Regions from separate parts of the Mus musculus genome. Here regions 1 and 3 are each linked to region 2. The links are chromatin contacts, called in public Hi-C and HiChIP or PLAC-seq maps. All regions are on one chromosome and are shown on one strand. Each heading gives the region's core, a stretch centred on a gene start, on an enhancer-like site or on the middle of the called end of the contact. The rest is flanking DNA. Distances are from core to core; before and after follow the strand shown.

Evidence for each region. A called contact is a pair of places that touch in the nucleus more often than the background predicts. HiChIP or PLAC-seq counts read pairs in DNA pulled down with a chosen protein or histone mark.
Region 1: a contact with region 2 is called in an H3K27ac HiChIP or PLAC-seq map of T-cell acute lymphoblastic leukemia, with 13 times the contacts expected there. The contact joins two enhancer-like sites. A contact is called at or near these places in 2 of 484 Hi-C or Micro-C datasets (bone marrow-derived macrophages and epidermal suprabasal cells) and 7 of 115 datasets of contacts at active chromatin or transcription factors (T-cell acute lymphoblastic leukemia, acute myeloid leukemia, bone marrow-derived macrophages and 4 more).
Region 3: a Hi-C map of bone marrow-derived macrophages shows a contact between it and region 2, with 24 read pairs. The contact joins two enhancer-like sites. A contact is called at or near these places in 18 of 39 promoter capture datasets (the 3T3-L1 cell line, the C10 cell line, the HPC-7 cell line and 13 more), 6 of 484 Hi-C or Micro-C datasets (bone marrow-derived macrophages, cerebral cortex, embryonic stem cells and 2 more), 13 of 115 datasets of contacts at active chromatin or transcription factors (bone marrow-derived macrophages, cardiomyocytes, craniofacial prominence and 9 more) and 1 of 9 other capture datasets (adipose tissue).

What each region holds. Positions count from the first base shown.
Region 1 is chr13:37,907,271-37,910,460 of GRCm38.p6, forward strand. All of the region lies in intron 5 of Rreb1 (ras responsive element binding protein 1), which reads left to right. Among named protein-coding and RNA genes, the nearest start is that of Rreb1, 20 kb to the left of the region's middle. Within about 2 kb of position 1,506, at least 47 of the 459 cell types and tissues checked have an H3K27ac peak or open chromatin away from gene starts, as enhancers often do. A contact at or near this core is called in T-cell acute lymphoblastic leukemia, where this site is marked.
Region 2 is chr13:37,481,549-37,484,948 of GRCm38.p6, forward strand. All of the region lies in intron 1 of Gm40914 (a long non-coding RNA gene), which reads right to left. Among named protein-coding and RNA genes, the nearest start is that of Gm40914, 4.1 kb to the right of the region's middle. Within about 2 kb of position 1,288, at least 166 of the 459 cell types and tissues checked have an H3K27ac peak or open chromatin away from gene starts, as enhancers often do. A contact at or near this core is called in T-cell acute lymphoblastic leukemia and bone marrow-derived macrophages, where this site is marked.
Region 3 is chr13:37,771,508-37,774,792 of GRCm38.p6, forward strand. No RefSeq gene overlaps it. Among named protein-coding and RNA genes, the nearest start is that of Gm31600, 12 kb to the left of the region's middle. Within about 2 kb of position 1,399, at least 10 of the 459 cell types and tissues checked have an H3K27ac peak or open chromatin away from gene starts, as enhancers often do. A contact at or near this core is called in bone marrow-derived macrophages, where this site is marked.

The DNA.
Region 1 (3,190 bases), core at 256-2,755, 430 kb after region 2:
CTTGGTAGTTCAGAATTCTGCAAGTTGTTGAACACTACTATTATTCTCCGAAAAAGAGTAGGCGAGAGTGGCCTATTGCTTGATTTTAATATTCAAATAAGATCAAATGCAGGAGAATGCATCAAAGCAGATGCTAGCTCGTGTCAATTGAGTCTCTTGAGTAGGAGTTTAGAGATTGTGTTTTCTCTTTTAGTGTGGTTTTTCCCTCTCTATTATACTTTTAAAGGTTCACTACAGTTTCATTTTCAAGAGAATAATTTAAAAGTGTACTTGTGCCTGGTGCTTATTTTTTATTTCTTTCTAAAAGACCAGTTTGAGTTCAGTGAGTTGGAAGGGAAGGAAAGATCTCATAAAACTGTCCGTGCACGGGGTGTTAAATAGCAGTCCGGCCTCTTCTCCTAGTGCCGCTTCTCAAATTCATGATTTGGTTCGTGATCCTTTATCACTTGGCTGGCTGGATGCTAATATTTTTAACAACCTTTCTTCTCTTCTGGCAGTGGGAACGTTTATCTATTCATCTTCTTTTGGAGATGAAATAAATACCAAAGTTTTCTCTGAGATGCAGGCAGTGTGATGTTTTTGACATATTTTGTTAAAATATTTCAAAAGCTTAATCATACTGGGTGAAACTAGTGGAAGGCATCAAAACCCAGAGCATCATGCTTGCCCACACTTGAACAGCCCAGTGGTTATGAGAGCTAAGAACTAGGTCACAGCAAAGAAGGGATAGGTGTGTTGGGAGCAGGATGAGAAATGGAGAGTCTAGCATCATCTCTTCTACTGGGTCATTGGCCCAGACATGGGTGTGTGTCCTGTCCAGTGTTATAACAGGAAATTAGCAACGTGAAGTAGGATTCTGATTTCCAGCTCTAGATCACAGATCGAGACCCGCAAGTGTGCCGGCTGCACTTCCCTGGGCTTTCTGCCTCACTGTTTTCTACCTTTGTGTAAATATCCAGCCTGTCCGACCAGTTTGGGCTGCACAAGCTGGTGCTAGCAAACACTGAAGCGTGCCCACTCGGCAGCCAGCCTTTCTCTGACTTGTTAAGGAAGGCAACGTCTGTTCCCCTCACCCCCTTCAATGAGGAAATGAGCTAGCAGCAAGGAAACCTTTGCCTGTGTGTGTGGCACGGAATCACCATCTCTCCTTTGGTGCCCATGTGCCCCCCTTGAACTGTTCTTTACTGCTCTGAGGGTTTGGGGTCCTGCACAGTGAGGGTATTGGTCTTTGGGGAGATTTTCTATTTTCCTCTGGCCAGATTCTGTTTCATAACGGGCTCAGAGGGAGTCAGCAGTACATTCTTAGGTTCCGGGTTTATGTAACCCAGCCTCACTCTGGGGGAGCTGCAGCCAGCTCTACAGGTGAGAAAACTGAGGGCCAAGATTAGAACCTGCTCTTCCAAGGCCCCCTCCCTGCCCCGCTGGCCGAATTAGAACAGCGAGGCTCTTCCCTCAAAGCACTTGATTGTGTCATCTGTGGAAAGCACAGGCCATCTGTGCTGCACACCTGCCCCATTTAAGATAAAAGGCAGCCGTGAGTGCTGCAGTCATGGAGAAGGAGCTCTGGTGGTTTGGTTGGGTGATGAGTCTCTCAGCTCATTTGTCTTCTTCCTCCAGGTCCAGATTCCTCCTACTTCCTCTGATGTTTCTCATGGTCCTGAACGGTACAAGGTGTCCCCAGATGGTGGAGACCTCTCTACTAACATTGTCTTCCCCTCCACCCACAATAGTGCTCTCTGCTTTTTCCTTTGGGCATGAGGTGACCATCTTGAAAGGCCCAACCTAAGTGTTTCTTGTTCCTCTTCTGGAAGGGCTAGGGAGTGGCAAGCATTGATTCATCATTGGCTTACTATGAAGATGGTTATCTTTTCCTCCCCCACAAAAGGAAGATGAGTGAATGAGGAGGTTCTGACATCTTTCAGAAACCTAAGAAGAACCTCCTGCCAGGCTGAGGTGACAAATGGTCTCAGTGACTTGAGCATTCCATTCTACCATGAAACGTAGGTTTGGGCTTGGTTTGACACTGTTATTTTAGCCCTTGCTGCAGACAGTCTTTCTCTGTGGTGAAGCTGGCAGTGAATTCCCACAGAGGTAATGGCTCTGAGCCAGTGAGGCCACTTTGAGAGTAGTGACTTCATTTGGGGCCCCATCACCTGAGTCTCATTTTCAAGTCAAGACTGCCTATAGGTGTGTACTTTGGACTGCAGGCTACAGGGAGAAGTTAAGGAAAATGGGGCAGTTTAGCTTATCGAAGAAACTGCCTGAAGTAGAGACTGTTGGGTGGAATTTGATGAATAATATTGCTTGACTAGTAAAAAGAGCCTCTGGTGTCTTTGTTTCTCAAGAATAAGTTATTTTTGTTTGTGGGTTTTTTTTTTTCTTTTTTTTAGACAGGGTTTACCTCCCAGGCTGGCCTTAAACTCCTGGCCTCAGCATCCCTGGTAGCTAGAACAAAAGGCGTTGACCTCAACTGGACAAGTGTGCAGAAAGAATGTATACAAAAGGTAGTAACTGAGAAGTTACTTTAGGGGAAAAGTATAGGCAATAGGGGATTAAGTAGTATATGGAGTCAAAGGTCTAGCTGTTAGAACCCTGTCTAGAGTGAAGATTGACATGTCCTGATTATGAGTCAGGACAGCAAGGAGAGCTACCTGTTGCAGCCACTCAGTGCAGGGTGAGGGAGCTGTACTTTCTAAGGCAACAGATGACAGCCAGAGGATGCCATCCACCTCTCTATGAAAGCCACTGCAGGAAGGGGAAGGAGAAGAATGTAAGAGCCAAAGTCATTTGTGTCCCCAAAGGATAACTGGAACTTGGAGGAAAAAAAAATACCTCTCAAGTATTGGAATCGCAGCTCATTTCTTCAGTGAGGAAGTTTTGTTTTGGGGTCTTACACAGAGCCAAGAAAGAAAAGAAATTGTCGCTCAGTGGATAGATGAGGATAGAATGCCTTTTCTAATCTCTTGAAGAAACATGACACAGGAGACCAGAAATTAGTGGTCCAGCCTGCTGGGATGAAACTCTGAATTTAGGATGAGAGATTGGCCCTGAGCTGACGATGTAGTTCCTGGAAATATATATTAATAAGGAATGTGAAAGCAGTGCATGCCTACTTTGAAGTAAGATTCTCCATCCTAAATAAAGTTGATCTTTCCTTCTATACTGGCACCATCAGAGTACCCTCGACTTT
Region 2 (3,400 bases), core at 38-2,537:
TTTAAAAAGGCAGGCTTCTTTTCCCTTCCCACAAGGGAAAACCAGAAGGGGTGGACCACTAGCCCTCTTGTGAAAAAGATGCTCCATCAGTTCATTCAAATTCCAGCCCAGCAGGTCCACTTCCTGCCTCTCCCATCCTTTGTCCATCCTGCAGAGGAGCGCTGTAGTTTGCTAGCCCCACACAGAACTCCCTAGGGCCATTCCCTCGCTCCTTGGTGACCCTCATCCCTCCGTGGCCACCAACCCTCAACCCCCCCCCCAAAAAAACTAAGAAAGTCCACCCTGCACTCCATCTCAAAATGGCGTTCCCTCCCCCAGCTCCCCCCCCCCCCCAAGAAGCCTCATTCCTCACAACATTCTAAGCTCCAGGGCTGTAAGTTTTGCATCCTCTTTTCTTCCCAGCCAGTCGTAGTGTATATTCACACCATTCTCTCTGGGCCAGATCTCAGCTGATGGGAGCAAAACCCTGTCTGTCTGTCTGCTTTCAGCTTGTTTCCATTCCATCCAGGGCCAAGCTTCCCAACTACCAAAATAGGCAAGTGTCCCAGGTTTTCCTGCCGTACCTCTAACCTTGGTTCCTTGATTAAGTACTTGGTTCCTCTCTACACAGAACTGGACTCTGTCCAACTTGTGTCTCTAGGTCTTCAAGTGTTCACTCAGGAGATGTTTTTTTATCCACAGGTCCCTGTTTACCATTGGAGTTGGTTCTTAAGGATCCTCAGAAAGCATCAGGGGAGGGAACCCTGGTCCACAGCTCTTGCCCCACCCCACCCCGATCCAGGCAGGAAAAGGAAGCCCCTTTGTATGCACAACTTGCTGACAATTGCTGGCTCTTGCCAGAGTGGCTTTCCTCTCTCAACATAGGAAGCTGCTAAGAACTGCAACAGGGCAGAGACAGAGAGAGACAGAGAGAGAGAGAGAGAGAGAGAGAGAGAGAGAGAGAGAGAGAGAGAGACAGAGAGAGAGACAGAGAGAGAGACAGAGAGAGAGACAGAGAGAGAGAGAGACAGAGAGAGAGAGAGAGAGAGAGAGAGAGAGAAAGGAGGAGCTGTCCCTTCCGAAGACAGCAGGGTTGCAGAGGCCGCACAAATGCTACTGTGAGTTATTTCGGGACCAGCAATGAAACACCGAGCCAGTCTTTGCTCTCTGAGCCAGCCACACCAGCGCGGTTCGACTTTTGACATCTTTTCCCTGTGACGAGAAACGGCTGGCTCTTTCAGCAGTTATAGGGGAAAGGGCCTGCTAACCAAAGGGAAGGAAACCCACACCACAGACCCTACAGGAAGGAAGGCCTGCGCCTGGAAACTCACAGGCAGGAGCCATTAGAGGGCAGCAAGTGTCTGGGAACCCAGGCAGCAAGAATCTCTCTCTCTCTCTCTCTCTCTCTCTCTCTCTCTCTCTCTCTCTCTCTCTCTCTCTCTCTCTCTCTCTCTCTCTCCCTCCTCCTTTCAATTACAGGGTGTCTCTAAAGGCAAAGCACCAGGCTCCAGCGTCAGCAGAAATACGAGTTGGAAAGACCCAGACCCAGGCTGTTGGAAGGGAAGGCACCCTCCAATCCCCAAAGCAGGCCCCTCTTGGCAAGGTCGAGCAGTGGCTGTGCAGGTCTCACCCTTACTGCCCCGGAACCCCCCTGGGTCGAGGACCCTGGCAGAACCAGCGCTGCTGTGCAGAGAGAGAGAGGGTGGGGAACTTGGGCACCCAGCCTTTTGTGTCACTTTGCTCCTTGGCCTCCTGCAACTCTAGGACAAAGGAGCGCCTGGGAGCTGCCAGCAGCCTGGGGGCACCACTGGGTTTGACAAGGAAGGACGAAACCTGATCCCTGCCAACGGGACAAGTCCTTGTGCTGTTCTGTGAGGTGACCCAGTTCTGAGACCAGACCGCTAGGCTCTGATCACACTGCATCTCTCACACACCCTGCTCGCACCCCTCGGCCTCCGAGGTAAGACCGTCGCATCCTTCCTTCCACCCGGACAAGTGAGAGCTGCCACTGGGGCGTCCCCTGCGGCAGCAGCTGCACACTCTAAGGTGTTGTGTTTTATTAAAAAATAAATAAATAAATAAATAAGAGCCAAAGATATGTTTGATAGAGCCAGGTATGGTGAGATGGGAGGGGTGCCTCAGCTAGCCCATGCTGAGGCATCCCCTAACCCCTGAGGTACCAGCCATAGGATAGTATGGAATAGAGTTTATTTAGGGCAGGGAAGGGGATTTGGGAAAGGAGTAGAGGGGGCGGGGGAAGAGGGAAGAGAGTTGAGGAAAGGCTGGCCAGGAACATGTGGAAAGAGGGGGAAGGGGGAAGGGGTCAGGAAGAGAAGGCGCAGAGCAAGCAGCCCCTTTTATATAAGTAAGCCAAGCCTACCTGGCTGTTGCCAGGTAACTGTGGGGCAGAGCCTAGAAGGAATACTAACATTCCTCCGTTTTGATTTAATTTTTTACAAAGGAAAAACTAGAAAGAGGTGATGGTAAAGCAGGAATCGGGTCGCCGTAATTTTTAGGGGCTTCCTGCGGACTTTGGGGCAACATGTCTCTGGGAAACCTAAGAAAATGGGTGTATGGATGTTGGTCTTAGGAAAGCTGGCTGTTTCCTTGCTGTCCAGGGTCTGTGGACCCATCTGTGAGTAGGAAGGAGTAGGCCCAGCAGCAGCGGCAGTGTCTGTGAGAGTAGATTAGCACATCTGTAGGTTACTTCACTGGAACGGTCCTGGATGTAGATTTTGAGTAAACACCTGGACTTGAAACACCCAGCTCTCCTAAGACTACACTCAGGGGAAAGGGATGGCTCAGCATAGGCCTGCAGAGACATCCTTGGCGCTCTCTCTCTCTCTCTCTCTCTCTCTCTCTCTCTCTCTCTCTTTCTCTCTCTCTTTGGTTTTTCAAGACAGGGTTTCTCTGTGTAGCCCTGGCTGTCCTGGAACTCACTCTGTAGACCAGGCTGGCCTCGAACTCAGAAATCCACCTGCCTCTGCCTCTGCCTCCCAAGTGCTGGGATTAAAGGCGTGTGCCACCACGCCCGGCTTCTTTCTCTCTCTTTTTTTTTTTTTAAATAGAACACAATGTAAGGGACCCAGGGGCAGCTAGGAGTGGTTTCCTGCCTATCCTGCCAAGGAGCCTCTTTATATTTTACTAAGGCTTCTACCAGGAGAAGGCTTCTGGACTCTAATTAGAGCCCAGTCGGGGTAGGTCACTGGGAGACAGCAATTGAGGGTCTGGTGCAATCTGGTTACTCATTTCTTTCCCCAAGCCCCCAGAGGACAGCCCTGACTCACAGTCACCGGATTGGAAGACCTTCAGATGACATGTTCTAGTTCAAAGGGCCTGGGCAGATTCAAGTGTCAAGTTGAAGGTGACAGGTTACCAAATCCTAGCACTGAGCTTTCGCCTAGCCAACACGCACAGGCTG
Region 3 (3,285 bases), core at 149-2,648, 290 kb after region 2:
ATTCCTTAATGCTCTCTAAAGTATAATCAGTATTCCCTAAATGTATTTTTAAAAATATCAGATGTGCCTTCTCTTCCCTTTTTCTTCCTAAAAGTAGGTATAGGCTATATGTTGTGGTTGTGTGTATGAGTGGGTGTTGTGCACATGAATAAACAGGCATGTGTGCATACATGCGCATACGGAGACCAGCAGTTAATACTGGCTCTCCCCTTTAGTCTCTCTCCACTAGTTACACTCTGAGACAGGATCCCTCACTAACCATCTGGACAATAAGCTTCAGGAATACACCTTTCTCCACACCTCCCCTCAGCGTTGGAGTTACAGATTCAGACCTACTACACTCAATTTTATTTGTTTTGATTTTGAGGCAGGGTCTTACTGTGTAGCCCTATCTGGCCTTGAACTCATAGAGATCTGTCTGTCTCTGCGCCCCGAGTATTGCCTGGCCTGAACCCGTGTGCTGGTTGTCCAAACTCATGGCAAGCACTTCACTAACTGAGCCATCTCCCATACTTCATTCTCTTCCCCCTCTTTTGAGACAACTCATTTTGTAGTTCAGGCTATCCTGTAACTCAATGTATAATAAATTAGGCTAGCCTGGAACTTGTAGCTCCCCTCTTGCCTCTGCCTCCTGAGTGCCAGGATTACAGACATGTATCACCTTGTTCAACTTCTATCCTAAACATTGTTGTTGTTTTGCTTGTGAGTTGGTTGTGTTTTTCTTTTCTTTTTTAGAATTTATTAATCACATTGACAGATGAACAAACTAAAATTCAGTTTCTTTTTATTTTTAAAGATTTATTTATTACTGTATCTAAGTACATTTTAGTGGTCTTCAGATGCACCAGAAGGAGTCAGATCTCATTACAGATGGTTGTGAGCCACTATGTGATTGCTGGGATTTGAACTCAGGACCTATGGAAGTGCAGTCAGTGCTCTTAACTGCTGAGCCATCTCTCCAGCCCTTGTTTTGTTTTTCAAGACAGGGTTTCTTTGTGTAGCTCTGACTGTCCTGGAACTAGCTATGTAGAGCAGGCTGGCCTCAAACTCAGAGGATCCTCCTGCCTCTGCATCTATCTCTACCTCTGGAGTGCTGGGATTAAAGGTGTGCACCAACACCGCTGAGCTGAGCTCTCCCTTCAACTTTTACGGACAGTAGCTGGGTTTCTTGTGGTGGTGGTGGATTTTGTTTTGTTTTATATTTATTTTATTACTTTACGGGTATCAGTATTTTTGTCTGCATGGATATATGGGCACTATGTGCCCATGGGGGCCAGAAATAGGCATCAGATTCTCTGGAACTACAGTTCATACATACAGTTGCAAGGTGCCATGTGTCTGTTTTAAGGAACTCACAGAGCTGAAATCCCCTTGCAGTTCCTCTTAGGAACATTTCCTTAAATAAATGTTTAGTCATGGAATACTTTATCACAAATTCAACAATCCCCGCCTGCCGTCACTGAGATAGACCCACACTCTACACAGCAGTAGCAACAAGACTGCAGAGGGTCGTTCCTCAGGGCCTATTACCAAGGCAGCCCCTGAGAACAGAGAGCATGGTCAGGAGATCTTGATGCTAATCTCAAATAACCACTATTTAACTTTACATCCTAACTGAGCAAATTCTCCCCTGTATGCCAATGCAAAGGCTGCAAAGTGAATGAATAGGGTAGTCCAAACAACCTTGAAATTTCCTTCTGCCTTTTTGTTTTGTTTATTTGTTTGTTTTGTGAGACAGGGTTTCTCTGTGTAGCCTTGTCTGTCTTGGAACTTACTCTGTAGACCAGGATGGGCTTGAACTCACAGAGATCCACCTGCCTCTGCTTCCCAAGTGCTGGGATTAAAGGCATGCACCCCACTGCCCACTTCCTTTTTAAGATTCAATGTGTTTGATATTATATTTAACTTTGTTTTAAAAGTCTACCTTCTATATCTTCTATATCTTGTGCTCCCTGTCAACAAATTCAACCACCTGAGGGGGGGATCCCCAAATTAACAGAGCTGTACTTAATATGCAGAGACTGTTTTGCTAGTCCTTGTTTTCTAAACAATACTATGTAACAGCTTTTTAAATAGCATTTACATTGTTACAAGACACCTAGCCCAGACTGAAAGTACATAACAAAGGGCTGGGGGGGGAGCCCTGCTGGCAAAGTGCTTGCCCTGGGTTTGATCTCTAGCTCTGAAGGAAAAAAAAAGGGGGGGGGGAGTTTCCACTCCAGATCCCTGGAAGTGAAAACCAGGAGTCAAATTTCAACATCACCCTGCCCTGCATAGTTTAAAGATAGCCTGGCCTACAAGACTTGGACCAATCCTCTTTTGGTACTGACTGATGGATGCAGAGACAACTGGCTGGTTATACTGTATGTCATGGTGTTATTTGCAAAGATTAAAAACATATCTATTGCAGGAGACATTGTATCATTTGCAATCAAATAACCAAACCCTGTCCATGATGGTGCATGCCTTTGATCCCAGCACTGAGGAGGGAGCGGCCATCAGATCTGTGAGTTCAAAGCTAGCCTGGTCTACAGACTGAGGTCCAGAACAGCTAGGGTTACACACACACACACACACACACACACACACACACACACACTCAAACCTGCCTTGATAAATAAATAAGCAAATAAATAAGCAAACAAAACCAGCCCAATAGCACCCTTAAGTTGCTCATTGGCCTTTCTAAGCTTCACTATCTTAACTGAACTGCAATTCTTTGTTTTGGACAAGATCTTTCCTACAAGACAAACCTTTAAAGAGTCCTCTCTGTGATAAAATTCAGTGTCACCTCTGGAGACTGGTAGGTCCTCAAGCTATGCCTGTTACATAAATAAATGGTGGGGTCCGTAATCTGGGGCTTCATATCATTGTCCCATCTACCTTACAGAGGACCCTGCCCAGCAAAATGAGCCAATGCATGTAAACACACAATTTCTATTTCATAATTAAAATATAAAATATTACTTGCATGTGAAAACATTGCAAGTAGACAGAACCTTGCTGCTAATGTTTGGCAAGGAACGAGTGGTGGGCATTTTTCTTTTCTACTTGTAATTTCATCTCTCTTTGTAAGGTGTGTATCTCTCCATCCCTGTTTACTTTCTCTCCTCTCTCCAGTACCAGGGATCAGACCTAGCACCTAGCTCATGCTAGGAAAGTACTCTACCACTGAGCTATCTACACCAGCCCTCTTTTTACTTTTTTTTTTTTGGATACAAGATCTGAGTTTGAGATCCTCCTACCTCAGCATCCTGAATAGCTGAAGTTAAAGACCTTAAAGAC